Linked DNA regions of Gasterosteus aculeatus: region 2 is linked to region 1. A link is a contact called in public Hi-C data. All regions are on one chromosome and are shown on one strand. Each heading gives the region's core, a stretch centred on a gene start, on an enhancer-like site or on the middle of the called end of the contact. The rest is flanking DNA. Distances are from core to core; before and after follow the strand shown. Region 1 overlaps LOC120820243. Region 2 overlaps r3hdm1 (R3H domain containing 1).

Region 1 (6,735 bases), core at 1,357-3,856:
CCGCCGGAGTTCACGCTGGTGAAACACGAACCCAAAGCCGCGGGCGGCAGCAAACACCAGCCGCTCGCTGTGAACGCTGCCGCTTTCCCGCGGCTGCAGAAAGTCTTGACTCTGGAGACGTACAGGGCGAAACACGCGGCGGCGGGGGACCCGGCCTCTCAGAATGGCGTGAAGGACGAACCGGGTTCGGACATGTACGGGGCCCCTCCGGCCGTCTCCTCGCACCACCACAAGAAGCGCTCCCAGGCGCAGCAGGGGGGCGACGGCCGGAGGGACAAAGGCGGCTCCAGAAAGGGCCGGCTGGCGCCGTCTTTTTCTGAGAACGGCTCGGCCACGGGCGAGGAACTCAAGATGAGGATAAAAGTGTCGTCTGAGCAGACCGGGGCGCCGCCCGGCAAAGACAAGCACAAGGAGCACCGCCACTCGAAACACGGCCACTCACACTCGCACAGCGGGAGCAGCCGGGGGTCGATGGAGGCCGCCTCTTTGTCCGCGAGGGCCCCCGACGTTGGCTCGTCTGGCTCATCTCGCAAGAGGCCTCACTCCGACCACCACCACCACAACAACCACCACCACCACCACCACCACTCCCACCATCACCACTCGTCCAAGAGCAGCAGGAGCAAAGGGGGCCTCGGCTCGTCCCACTACTCGACGGAGGGCGGCGCCAGGATGGCGGAGCACCACGACGGGAGCAACGGCGTGCTGCCTGCCAACGGACAGCACACCGACTACAAAGACACTTTCGACATGCTCGACTCTTTACTAAGTGCCCAAGGAATGAACTTGTAACCTCAGAGTCCGCAGCGTTGGCTAGAATTAAGGTATTATCATGTTAAGAATTTTAAAAGATTTTATTTGTCTTAAGTTATCGCAATCGTGCGTCGCCCCGTCAGTCGTCCACACACCGACTGTCTAAGTGTAAAATAAAAAAGTGTAAAAAGATATGCATAGAGCCGTGTGCTACTAGCTCGCAACAAGAAGACGGCAGCTGGAATAATGATTCTTTTAGCTGAAATGATTTTAATGTGCATGTTTGAAGTCGAACAGAAGTGAAGGTGGAGCTAGTGTGACCGTTTACAGTCTTTTTTTTTTTTTTTTGGTATGTTAAGACATTTTGTTCCACTGAAAATCTCAGGTCTTAAACTTTTTTGATAAAAGAACGAATCTTCCTCTGTTTGGGTTTTATTACCTGTATCCATGGAGATGCATCACCTCGACAGAACTGACGTTGGTCTTAGGAAACACGGTCTGCTTACCTTTAAAAGAGGGTGTCACTAGTTGAAAAAACATAACAAATGTGAGGCCGACCTCATTTGCTGTCTGTTTGCTGTGGGCTTCCGAAGTGCAGACACTTTACATCTGCTGTGAAAGTGCATTTAAGATACATCGGCTAAAAGCCTTGTGATGATACCTCGTCAATCGCTATACAGTATGATACATGTTATTAACTATCAGAAAATGCAGATCTCTGAAATAAGAATGTGTATATAGGACCGCAGGTGAGATTCCAACCTGTTGGTCCAGACCTTCCTCCGTTCAGTGTATCTTGAGATCTAAAGCAGACTATGTATTGATGAACGTGACACAATGTGTATTAGGAGCCCAAATAAAGGTTATCAGTGATTTTCTGCTCGTAAATGTCTTGACGTAGAACCAGAACTATTTATTTCACCTTTACCAGTTGTTTGGTTGGGACATTCTGTAGCGTGAACAAAACAAGCAAAGGACCCATTTACTTCTACCGATAAATTATTCATTCCTTGACATGTTTGCAAATTGTTGAACATTACATGCAAAGTAGCCATATGGGTATTTTATTGATTGAATAATTGAGACGTACACATGTCTATCATAAAATGTCACATACTGGGATCAACGAGTAAAAGACAACTTTTCCTTCTGTGCAAAGACCGTCCCGTGACATATTTGGGATTGCTTTGACTCCAGTTTCACTCCCGATTTGCAAAAACGCTGCTGTCGGTGCAAAATAAAACTCATCTTGGCCTCTGAAAGCATGCACAGCGTGCGTAAATGAAAAGAACTGCCAAATCATGCAGATGGTTTAATCCCAGCCGCATAACATTGGACTTATTCCCCATTGAACATAAGCCCCTCTCTGCCGGTGAAGATATAAAAAGTAGGGAAACGTTGCTGTCGGCCCCGCTTACACACAGCAGATTGATCGATTATGTTTCGGGATGACACTTATTAGTGATGCCGAATCGGTAATGGGAGTAATGCGGTTGAACCACTAGATGAGCAGGATATTTATATTAGTGTGAACCTTTTGTGTCTTTTAGCAGCAAAACTACCACGAGGGAATGATTTTTTTATTTTGTTTTTGCCGGTGAAGGCGTATTTGGTGAAACCTTCCATTGTTTGGGGGGGGGGGTGTCCAGCTCTGGTCCTCTGTCGACGACTCGTCCCGTGGGCGGAACATAAATCAGTTTCCTGATAATTAAGCAGCACTCTCAGAGCAGACGCAACGCTTTGCGCCGAGTATTACCGTCTAATTTTAGCGTGGGAGACAATGGGGAAATTCAGCGGGGCGACGCGTCGGTGAAGACTCAACCATCTGGACCTCGTGGCGCACCGGTGGGAGGGCGAGGATTTATTTTCGGCAACCTCACGGGCTGAAAAAGAGACGCCTACTGCTCGATGAATCCGCAGTGAGGCTTTTCTTTCCCGGGCTTTTATCTGTCAGCAACAAATCCGAGAATTAAGAGCCATCTGAAGCCGAGAAGCACCGTCCAAGCTGTTAATTGCAATAACCATTCCGATCGGTTCCAGCAGCTAAAGCGGCAAATTAAAAGTTAGATGGACGATTAAGTTACTTTTAAAAGATGAATCAAAGAGCGTCGTTCGGATATTATTATATTAGGTGTAAAAAAACGGCGTCATTTCAAAGGATTTAATTTGAGAATGAAAAAGGAGCTATTTGTCAGTGCGCAGCAATAAATCCCCTTTTCATACACGCGCTGTTCCACCAGCTCGCGGCCACTAGGTGGCGGTGTTACCCTTCACCCGAGGGGGCAGGCCAGCAGCCACACCAACATCCACTATTTGTGCTTTTGGGAGAAATCTTTATTTTTTTTTTTTAATGAAGTGCAAACAAGACGCAATTTTGAATAACCTTGAGAGAGAGAGAGAAAAAAAAGGTTTCCATGCCACAAATCCAAGGTGATCCTCAATCACAATAATCTCACGCGTGCTCGTCTGCTCTCGCGGGACCTGATCTCTTCTAATTAACAGATTCAGTTAACTGGCGGGCAGATTGGCTCGCGGGCAACTTTGATGCTTCCCGCACTTGTGCCCATATGGGTCTTAATGCAAATGATGCCCAGGAAATTGTGCAGGAAAGTGGCCTAATTATAAGCCATTGAAAGTCCATTGTCATTTCTTTCTGAGAGGTCCCACTTGAAAAATCAGAAGCGGATAGAAACCCCTCTAAGTACCTGAGATGGAGCCGGAGGGGGGAAAAGGACCGGCCCGAGCTGTCATTTTGCCATGGTAACGCAATTATGTCCAACGATTGGCAGCAGCATAAATTAACCCCAGTCTTGTGGTTTACTTCGTTCCCCACCAGTGCTCAGGTATCCGTTTCACACGGAGAAATAAAAAAAAAAAAGGAGCTGCGGTGCTCTCTTTAGCCAGCTGTTCTCTGTGAAAATAGAGACATTATTTCACAGTTTCGCCCCTGTAATTATTCCCTTTACTACCTCGGTTTATTTTCTCCGCCCCGATGCAAATGCATCCTCTCGCGGCCCGAACACCAGAGACTCGTGTTTGTGGTGCGAACCGCACAGCACCAGCTGTCCTTTAAAAAGAAGAAGAAAAAACTGTTGATGTGAAATGTCTTCCTCCCTACTCGTCCCCGATCATCAATAATTCACAGGCTTCGACATTTGAACTAATTATGGTGCACCAATGGCCTATTTGAGAAGGGTCTTGTCAGATGAAAGCTGCTCGGCCCTTCCCGTCAGGCGGTGCAGACGGCGAGAATGAAGCGACAGCTGAAGCCATTAAAATGAATGGAAAGCACCACTAACAGTCGTACACCTCTTTGACACGCGCGCGCACACAGACACCTCGCTGACAGAAAACACACACAAAAAGAAAAAATTAATATGAATTGCTGCCTCACACAGACATGCATAAAGATGACGTGCCACTGTAGGTCACGCGCACAAACACGTACACGCCACCTGCGTGGGTTGTTTGGCCTCCTCATCCAGACCTCTCTGGTTTTAATTAGCCTGCTGCTGAAGTGTTTTCCTTTGTACATCCTCTGAAGGGCGATGATAAAGGCTACAGCTGAGATGGAGGCTCTCCGCTGGTTTGTTTCATTAGGGTGCGCATAATGGCCCTGCAATCACAACACCGAGGAAATACCTGCCCTGACAATTATTTCCCCCCCATGGGCTTATACTGTGCCGTGGCACCGGCCGTCGGCACGCCTCAACTGGAAGGATCTATAGGACCAATAATAATGGAAATCATCGAGTTTTTTTTTAATTTTGTGCCAAATATCAAAGCGGTAAAGTGACACGAACATAAAGCTGGAGGAAGGAAACATTTAGCTTAGCACAAATAATTGAAACGGCTAGCCTGTTTGTGGCAAAGGTGGACAAAATTCAAAAATCCTAAATCTACACTTCCAATCGTTGTGCTAAGCTAAGCTAAATACCTGCTAGCTTCACAAATAGCACGGACCGTGGCATCGACCTCATCAGCCTCATCTACAGCGGTAACGGAAGGATCGATTTAATACACAAGACTATGGTATGTTCTTCCTTCTTAATCTCATTTCTTTGACCTTCCTGACCTTAATTACCCCAAAAACAAATGGCCAGTTTGCCTACAGTGATTTTACAGATCTTTACCTTCCAGGTTAAAAAGGACTTGCTACCGCCGCGGCCGCTGTGTGCTCTGGGACGTCCTGTGCTCATTGACCGGGCAGGAACGGCTGTTCGGATCGTCAGGTTTCCGTGGGAGATACAGCCGGGTGTCATCGGCGTAGCAGCGAAAGAACAAACCTTATGGATTATGCAGCATGAGTGGGCGTGCGAGGAGGAGGATGAGGATGAGTTGGTTATATAGAAAGCTGAATTGGAAAGGTAGGAGTCGGAGGCTTTCCAAAGCAGGATTTGGGGTCAAAAAGAGCATAGAAATCTTTTTTTTTTCCTGCCCGTGTTCGCAGTGGGGGTGCTGCAAAGGGTTTATTGATATTTTAAGGTGAAGCTTTAGGTTACAGTTTTTCAGATGCGATAATGGTATCTCCCTTGCATAACTACGGCAGTCTTGTGTAACACATCACACAATAAAAGCACCAAGTAGTACACATTTTTATTACTGCCGTGCCAGATGAAAGGCAGTCAAAAGGGTTTGTATTTGTTTTCTTCTTCTTTACCAAATGCAATGTCAGGAATTACAGCACTGACATCGAGATAATGACGCCAAAAGATTGTTTTTGCCCGCCAGAACATCTGTAATCTTCCATCGACATGTGCAATTGCAGAGGTTTGTGTGCGTGAGAGAGGCAGTAACTCAGGCTTTTGTGTGTGCATCGGTGGGCGTAACAAAGCTAATCCTCGGTGTGTGCGCGTAAGAGAGAGACACACATCCGTTGCTGCTGGGTAATTCCTCCGGCGAGCGTTCGTGTCCCCGTCGTTTCTCCTCCCTTCAATCGGCTCCTCATTAATTTGACAAAGAATCAAATCACACATTCCACGTTACAGCACATCTGAGGGTGTGAGCGGCGTATGAAGCGCACGTCAAACCCGTGTTAGAAGATATCCTATTGTTTGTCTCTTTTTGTCTCATTCCTCCGATTTACTGGTCGTATCCCCAATCAAAATGTCATCGCAAATTTTGCAAATGAATTACGGAGCCACGATGCACGTGGATGAACGTTCTACGGTTAAATGGATCAAATGCATTCTAAGTAGGGGTGTAACGATTCATCCACTGAATCGATTAATCGATTAATATTCCTGCTATCCAACTGAATCAATCTGTGCTCCGCAAATCTGCATTCCGGACGACGTATATCAATTACAAATCGATTGAAATGGTACATAATCGATTTGTATCGATACTTGGAAACTGCACATTGGATTTAAGCACAAAAACGGCATGGATGTGTGTTTGTTTGTTTTTTAGTACTTTAGACACGTTAAACGTTACTCGATTGAGTCTGCCTGTCTGTGACGTCATCAGTACGCAGCGGCAGCCGCGCGGAACTCTGAACAACAACAAAACACAGCGTGGAGGAGACGTCTGCGAGCGAGACATTTACAAACCAACTTATCGATCCAGCGCGTGGAAACATTTAGGCTTTTGCAAACACGGAGGTGTTCTAAATAAGTCGGTCGCTGTTTGTAGAATATGTAGAAGACAAGTAAAAAAAACACGGAAACACGACGAATCTTTCCGGCCATCTACTAAGGCGCCGTGGGATTAAACAACGGCGACAGTCAGGACCTCTAGTAGCGTCACCGCTGCAGCAGCAGCGGGTAACTCCAGCTCTGCAGACACCTCAGGCCTCGCCAGCACCAAACTCAACATCACAGTAACAATTGCCAAGTTCATCTGTAAAGACATGCGACCCTACAATGTGGTTGAAAATCCGGGGTTCTGTAAATTGATCCAAACATTGTGTAATTATTGTGTAATGTTTACATTGAAAATGGTTGCACAATAAAAGGTTCATACATTTGCCATTAATTGTTG
Region 2 (7,414 bases), core at 1,545-4,044, 97 kb after region 1:
TGTTTGTGACGTCTAGGTGAAACACACTACTCCCTCCTGGGCCAACCTCTGCAGTACAAACCCTCCATCAGACCCCCCCTGATCCACACCGCCCACGTCGTTGCCAAACACCAGGTCGGGCGAACCAGACGCACCAGCCCTCTGGCAGGAGCAAAAAAAGGTTGTTCCCTCCGCAGATAACCTCACCGCTCTCCTCTCCTCCCCTCAGGGTCCGCTGGGGGTTTGGCGTAGCAGTAACGGGAGGAAGGCCGGCAGAAAACCTCTGTCTTCAGATCTCAGTGTAGGTGAAGCAGGTAAAAGGAAGTCCGGAGGGAGGCTTGAGTTTAGTGAACCTCGGGCTAATTTTTTTCCTCACCAAGCACCAAGGGGATTTCTATATTGCTAAAAGAATCCGGAAAGCGGTTTTACAAAAAAAAAGTCCAGGAGTTGATGCGTCTGGATTTGGATGTCAGAAAAAATAAAACATTCAGTAATGTGACAAACTCAGCTGCTGCGTTGACTATTTAACAGACTAAACTGAAATAACGTCAGTTAAATTTTTCTGATATTTAGTTTTTTGTTGCATTTTGCGTTTTTTTTTTTTGCTGCGGTCTCACAGCGGCGGAGGAAAGCGTCTTGTTTGTGAATGTAAGCAGAATAAATTCACGGACGTGGCAGAAAACACACCTGGCTGTGGAACCTGCAGCCCCGAGAGTATTTGTGTCAAGAGTATAAATGTGCTGATTATTTCAAATATCGCGTCAGAATCTTTGCACCCGCTGAGGTATTCAATTTCTTTTCTTTTTTTTCATTACGCAGGCGCTTTTGTCAACAATCCCCACTTGCGCAATCAACAAAGTAGTGAAAGCCGTACAAAGTTCAACACTACCGGGCTGCCTCTATAATGTCTGGAAAATGAGAAAAGCGCCGTTCTCTTTAAGCTGACAATTGTGCATTTTAGAAAAAGTAACAAATCGGTATAAACACCAAATTGGCGGAATATTCCCCAGACTTTCCGCTGAAGCTTTGCAGCTGGCAGCAGCGGTTTATTGAAGCCTCCCGATGGTGCCGGTCTGTCTTTTCACCTGTGACAGTTGTTTTATTTACTGGCTCCGCTGCTCACAGTGCCGTCTCTCCGTCTGTGTGTGTCCGCCCGCAGTGAGCGGTCACATCCTGGAAGTGACGGACCCCCCGGAGGGGATCGGCTGCACGGACTCCCACCACCTCCTGGCGCAGCTGTGCCGAGGCGGCGGATTGATCCAGCGGCTGTCGGACCATCAGCCCCGGCTGCGCGGCGCGGCCGGAGACTCTCCCGGCGGACGCCTGGCCTTGTCATACTCCATCTTCGCCATGCTGCCCCCCAGACACGCCGCTCCGAGCGCCACGCTCCACCACAGCGCCCCCCGGGACGCTTTGACACTCCAAACCGGCGGCGGGCAAGGCGGGGAGCCGCGCGGCTCGGACAAGGCCGGCGCGTAGCTGCTAAACATCCCGGGAGCGCCACACGAACGCATATCCAACCACCTGCCTCCGCTGCCTCAGTCTGGACTGCCTCGGTTCAAGTCCCAGACTCTGTCCAAATAAAAAAACAAAAAACTATCAAATGTTTGAAAAATGAACGTTAACGTTGATTATATTTTTAGTTCATTTTATCATTTTTTTTCTTTCTTTTTTTTTTTTTTGATGAATGTGTCCGCTCATGCTGAGCTGGTCGCTCTTCTATCCTAAAAAAAAAGAGATCTAGCTTGCTGTTAAAAAGCGGAAGTGTTCAGAGAGCGAGATTTCACTGTGTCTCTTTCGACCGTGGGTGTGTGAGCGTGACGGCCCCGTATCGAGCTAAACACACGCATCATCGACTCTCTTCTGGTTCCAGGACGTTTTTGTGCCCACTTAAGATGACGTGAAATTGGGGCCCCGAATCGAACTGAGCATTCACATAAGAGTGGTTTGTTTAATTTTTTTATTTAACATTCATCCATAATTCCACCATCCATGTCCAAGCCGCTGACTCGTGACGCTGAGCGGCATTTATCTCCCGACTTCCAACAATAACACGCGGCGGCACCTGTACAATGTTGAGCCCATACAATAATAAACACTGAATAATAGATGTACTACCTGAATTATTTAATGTCACTTTTATACACAGTGAATGTCGGATTTGCACTGAAGTGATGAACGAGGCGGAGATTGGAATTGTTTTCGGACAGGGCCTGGATTTTCTTTTATACCCCCCCCCCCCCTCCCCCTCCCCCCATCTCCCTGTACCAGTTTGTTGCACTCGGCCAGGACACTTTCTTTTATATTTAATTAAAATGTTTATATGCACAAGAAAAATGCAATCGACTTTGTCAGTCCTTGGCTCCTTTTTCTTTTTTCAGAAGGGGGGAGGGGGGTTATTAGTATGAATCATGAGGTGTTTGGTGACTGGTGTTTGTTTCGTTTTTCTTCTGTTTTTGGACTAATAAATGTTTGCACCACACATGTTGAAAACCCTTTTTCAAACTCGGGGTGTATTGAAACGTTCCTTTAGCGACGCGATGAGGCAACTCTAAGGAAAATGTTGCTCTAGGTTTCCATCTCCGCCTTTAGGGCATTGCAGAGATATGTGTTGTGTTTAGCAGTCTAATTCCCTTCTCAGTGAGATAAGCCTATTTGAAGGAGAACATCATCTCATCGGGTGAAACTGCAGCGGAACAGCGACACCCAGCGGACAAAGCGCGTTACTGCAGCACGCGACTCACCCCGGGGTGAACGTGAAGCCAAACACGTGTCTATCCTGGTCACCTTGCGCGCGTCCTTCCGTGGAGACCACGGAGGTGTCCGGTGACCCCGGCGTGCCCCCACAACGGGAGGGCTGAGCAGAAGGCGGAGGGGCCGAAGTGCCCCACCCACGTGGGTGGAGGTGCTTTTGTCACGTTCGACTAAGCAGAAGGTAAAATAGAACGGTTGAGCACAGGACGGCTGATAAGTTAACAATAAAAGGTTATTTTGTTATTTTCTGTCTGTCGTTGACACGCAGAACTGAATTTGAAAAGTGCTACTTTTTAAGTCGACGTCCTCGACATCATTACTCGTTTGTTTGACTGAGCTGCTCAAACCGAGGCGGCCTGCATCGGTGAAAGGACATTCAGATGCCATCAAACAAGACTGCGGTCGTCGTCTGTTTTACGCTCTAATTGGTCCCCATGGGAACTGCAATCGGTTCCCATGGTAACCGCCTCGTGGCGAGAGCCGGTGCACGAGACCAAACGTCTATTTCCACGAAGCGCCGTCCGGTATTTAGAGTCTGTGCGACAACAGAGAGGCTTTTACGAGGCCGTTGCTGTCACGTTGATGGGTGGAGAGCCTTAGCTTGATGGGGAGAGGGTGGTGCTGAAGGAGCAGCAGCAGATGATGATGGACGGGTACGAGTTTCCCCGGCGACCAGTTACCTCCTCACTGTGCTCCCTTCCGGCGGAGACGTGAGTGTCGCCTCGGTTTTAAAGTCTCTGCTGCTCATCCGTCATTTAGACGCAGAATGCAGGTCGAAGGGTGGCGCATGAATTAATGGGCGCAGTGTTACCAGCGGCCACTAGGAGGTGCGGTTTTGCCGCTTTTAATTTAATATTACATTTAATATTTGCTAATGAAGACCAATATAGTAATATATATATATAATACTTACGTAATTAACGTTACACGTGTGCGTGAATTACTCAAACAACTTATCAGTTTGATATATCCAACTATTGTGTCTCTCTGGTGAAGCTTTCCTTCTGTTTGTGGTTAGTTTAATGGTTGTTAAACAACTGGTGTTAATCTACACTTAATTAAACTCCCCACGTCTTAATCACAAAAGATATTTAAGAAAACAATGAGGGATCGGAACTTGTTTCACATCATCAAATCTTCCCACTCGCTCTCGTGTCTCCAGGTTATTGGCAATACATCCTTTTATTTCAAGTCTGCTTATGTTTTTAATCCGTCATTCCATAGAGAGTTTACTTTTAAAAGTTTCGGTGTGTCATTGATATCTTGCTCTGTCCCATGGACAGCAGGGGGCGCTGTGACACTTCCTCCTGCAGGCCGAGCTGCCTCACGGTTCTGCTCGGTGAAGCTATTGTGGAGGCCGTGTTTGGCAAGCAGGGTGCAGATTGGCAGACAAATGATGTCAGCTGGGCGTCCCATTATACGCCCTATCCCTTACGCACACGCGCACACACACACCTCCAAAGGAAATTCTGATCTGTACATGTGATGTGTGAAGATGCTCAGTTAAATCTTTTCTTTTTTTCCCCCTTTTCTCTCCCTGCAATTATTCAAATGAGCCCGCTCCACCAGCCTCGAAAACTGATTCATTATGTAAAAATGAGCCACACAACCATAATGAACACACACAAACAGACAATCACTCAGCTCCCAGACACACACACACACACACTCTCTCTCTGGGTTGTTACCATAGGAACATAGTGGAAGAGGTTGCCGAGCTGCAACGCTGGGAGTCGTTGGGTGGGGGATGGAGGGTTGGGGGATTGGGAGTGGGGCTTCTCAGACACAATGGAAACATCCAGGAGGACATAAGCAAAGGAAGGGGACGCTGCATCTTCACACCTGGACCTCTCTGCGTCCCCTTTGATGGCACATCCTATACGATTGCCCATCATTTGGGTGGGGGCCCAAGTCGCTGTGGTTAAATGGAGGGGGTGGGGTCAACAAGCAGAAAGCGTGAATTTGTTTTCCCAGCCCTCTCTTGCCAGCCTCCCCTTTTACATCTCGGCTCCTCATTATGCGTCACGTATAATTAGGTGATTGCATTTTTGAATAATGAATCGTATGACTTCCATGATGGAGGTCAAAAACAGCGGCATGCCAGAGAATAAAGCCATGCATGTCCCCCCTCCCTGCTGTGGATCAAAGCTGTGATGGGAGCAATAGCGCAAATTACTGTCAGGCACAGGTCGCTGCTGACTGCTTTTATCAGGAAGTAAAGCGAGTGAACACAGAGTGACCAAAAAGAGACTATTGAGAGACAAAATAAGCTCAAGATTAGAAACAAACACACAATAGAAAATAACCAAAAATGGACACGTAACACGCGCACAAAGCCAACGACAACTCCGGACACGATCGCAGAAGGAGCTCTGGTGAAGGACGAGCGCACACCATTCTGTCCACGATCAGTGAATCACCACCAGACCACCGATCCTCTGAGTGTGCGTTCTCGTGCCGTCGCGTTCAGGAACTTGCGGCTCGGAGGGTCAGAGGTCGCGCGTCACGTCTCCTCCCCACGTCTCCACAAATTGCATCTTAATGGTTCTCTTTTCAGATCGTCACCCTGGGGTGAGGCGGCTCGTACTATCGACTGTAACCCCCCCCCCCCCCCTGCCAAATGTAGTACGGGTATGAGGGAGTCGTGATGGACGAGCCTTGCAGGAGAATTTGGGGGCAACCGACCAAACCGTGTGTGTGTGTGTGTGTGTGTGTGTATCTATATATATGTATATACGCGTATATACACACATTTGCACTTGGATATTGCGAGACAACTCTAGAGGGAGGGGGTTCATTAACCAAACAAAAAGGCTCATTTGTCAAGGGGGGGTCCCCTGGAGGCCGAGTCGGGTCCACCCGAGCACTGCTGCGATTTTAAATGATGCCCGTCCCCTTTTCAAAACCCCAAATGACAAACAAGTGATTTCCCAAGAATCCCTGTTTAATTCATGAGTCGGGTTGGCCGCGTCCGGTAAAAAGAGACGTGACAGATGGCCAGTGAGGCAACAGGATGTGCCAGCATGAGTGCACATGCAGGTGTGTGTGTGTGTGTGTGTGTGATGAGTGAATTTGTATGCTGTCGGTGGCTGAAAACGGTAGCGTGGGGAGAATGGATGCCACCGGCTTCAAGTGAAACTCTTATATGCACGGACAACCCGCGCCTGACGTCCCCGAAAGGAGGCCGGCTGTCCACCAACGCTCTCCAACGCCCGAACGCTGTGGAATATACGAAGCGGTCTGATTTAGGGCGTACACTTGAGGCACAGCGTCTCCTTGTCTCCCAACCAAGAGGCCGACCGCGCTACGTGCTGCCTAACCCCCGGGCGAAAGGGAGGAGCAAGCACACGCGGATTTGATTACCTCGACCGGAGTCTTTAAAAAGTCTCCCGGGGATGTCAGCAGAAAAATCCTCAAAGCGCCCGCCCGTCCTTCGTAAAGCGCTGATCAAAGGCATTCTTCACATAACGCGCCCTGTGCGTCGTTAGCCCGCGCGTTAAAAAAAAACAAAAAAAAACCCACCCACATCTGCACAACATTATTGGCTTTTATGGGAGCTCCATAAGTGGAGACAGCCCGGAACCGGGGGAGAGACAAGTGACATCCCCACGCGCTCACATTCTTCTTTGTGTCCTTTTGCTCCACAGCGCTACTAGTGGTCAGAAACAACACAGCGGGCCCTTCCGTTACGTATTCAGTGGAATGTAATCGGTTGTATGCAGAGATAGTGCAGCATATGACTGATAAGGTTGATTATTGCTGGAATCTTACAGCTCACAGCCTATGCGTTGAGAAAACGTTGCAGTAGGTTATCCGGGGGGAAAAAACCTACCTATCCTGCTGCGATTAGAGCGAGAACATTTGTTTTCATTATAAGCTGTGAGCCAATAAGGAGCTTCCATCCTATCCAATAAAACGCTTTATTGTCATACTGTCCCACGGACATGCAGACCATTATTCTATTTCATACACTCGGCTATTATCGCGTGGATCCATTCGTATTCACTCCAAAAACATCCTTCTTTATTAACAAAACAATGCAATTCTGTGCCGTACGAACCAATATTGGTTCTCACACATCTTGGTGCATGCGAGTATGATTTATGAACAAAACAGCCGCTCGTATTAATCTCACACTGACACGTAATCTCATTAAAACAATTACCTTTCAATAGAGGGCCATGCACTCCGGGGTTTTCATGTGCAACCTCGGTTTAATGTGCCGAACTACACGCGCACACACCTCCACCTCCACCACACACACACACACACGAGCCCTCCTCACAGCAGGCTGCTCAGACCTTAGGCCACTTCAGTAGATCAAAGAGATGTTGGTATCACCCCCCCCCCCCCCCCCCCTCCCCCACAACACACACACACACACACTCCGGCCTCCCAGAACCTCTAAAGCCCAAAGGACTCTTTCCCTTTCAGGATGCCCAAAGAGGAGCCCCCGAAAAAGCCCCCGCCGCGAGAGGGTCAGCGTGCCTCCTTCGTCCGGTTACGAAACACGACTCGCTTCACTTTTGTCGGACACACTGATCTGTATGAAGCTTTGGCTTTGCACACCGCCCCGCTGATTTCCAGGCTGAGAGTTTACCATAGGTGGCGTGTGTGTGTGTGTGTGTGTGTGTGTGTCTGTAAGAGGGGGGTTCAGCTGTTGCCGACAAAGAGGCGGGAC

The links. Hi-C and Micro-C count contacts between places; a contact is called where the count stands out from the background.
Region 2: a Hi-C map of skeletal muscle shows a contact between it and region 1, with 4 times the contacts expected there. The contact joins two enhancer-like sites. A contact is called at or near these places in 2 of 6 Hi-C or Micro-C datasets (both in skeletal muscle).

What each region holds. Positions count from the first base shown.
Region 1 is chr1:26,030,200-26,036,934 of fGasAcu3.hap1.1, forward strand. It overlaps LOC120820243, which reads left to right. Exons shown (of 9, transcript XM_040177781.2): 9 at 1-1,626. The coding sequence ends at 792. Among protein-coding and RNA genes, the nearest start is that of LOC120820243, 8.0 kb to the left of the region's middle. Within about 2 kb of position 2,607, at least 4 of the 9 cell types and tissues checked have open chromatin away from gene starts, as enhancers often do.
Region 2 is chr1:26,127,182-26,134,595 of fGasAcu3.hap1.1, forward strand. r3hdm1 (R3H domain containing 1) reads left to right here. Exons shown (of 25, transcript XR_013467132.1): 23 at 17-114; 24 at 209-280; 25 at 1,139-2,464. Among protein-coding and RNA genes, the nearest start is that of rnd3a, 8.4 kb to the right of the region's middle. Within about 2 kb of position 2,795, at least 3 of the 9 cell types and tissues checked have open chromatin away from gene starts, as enhancers often do.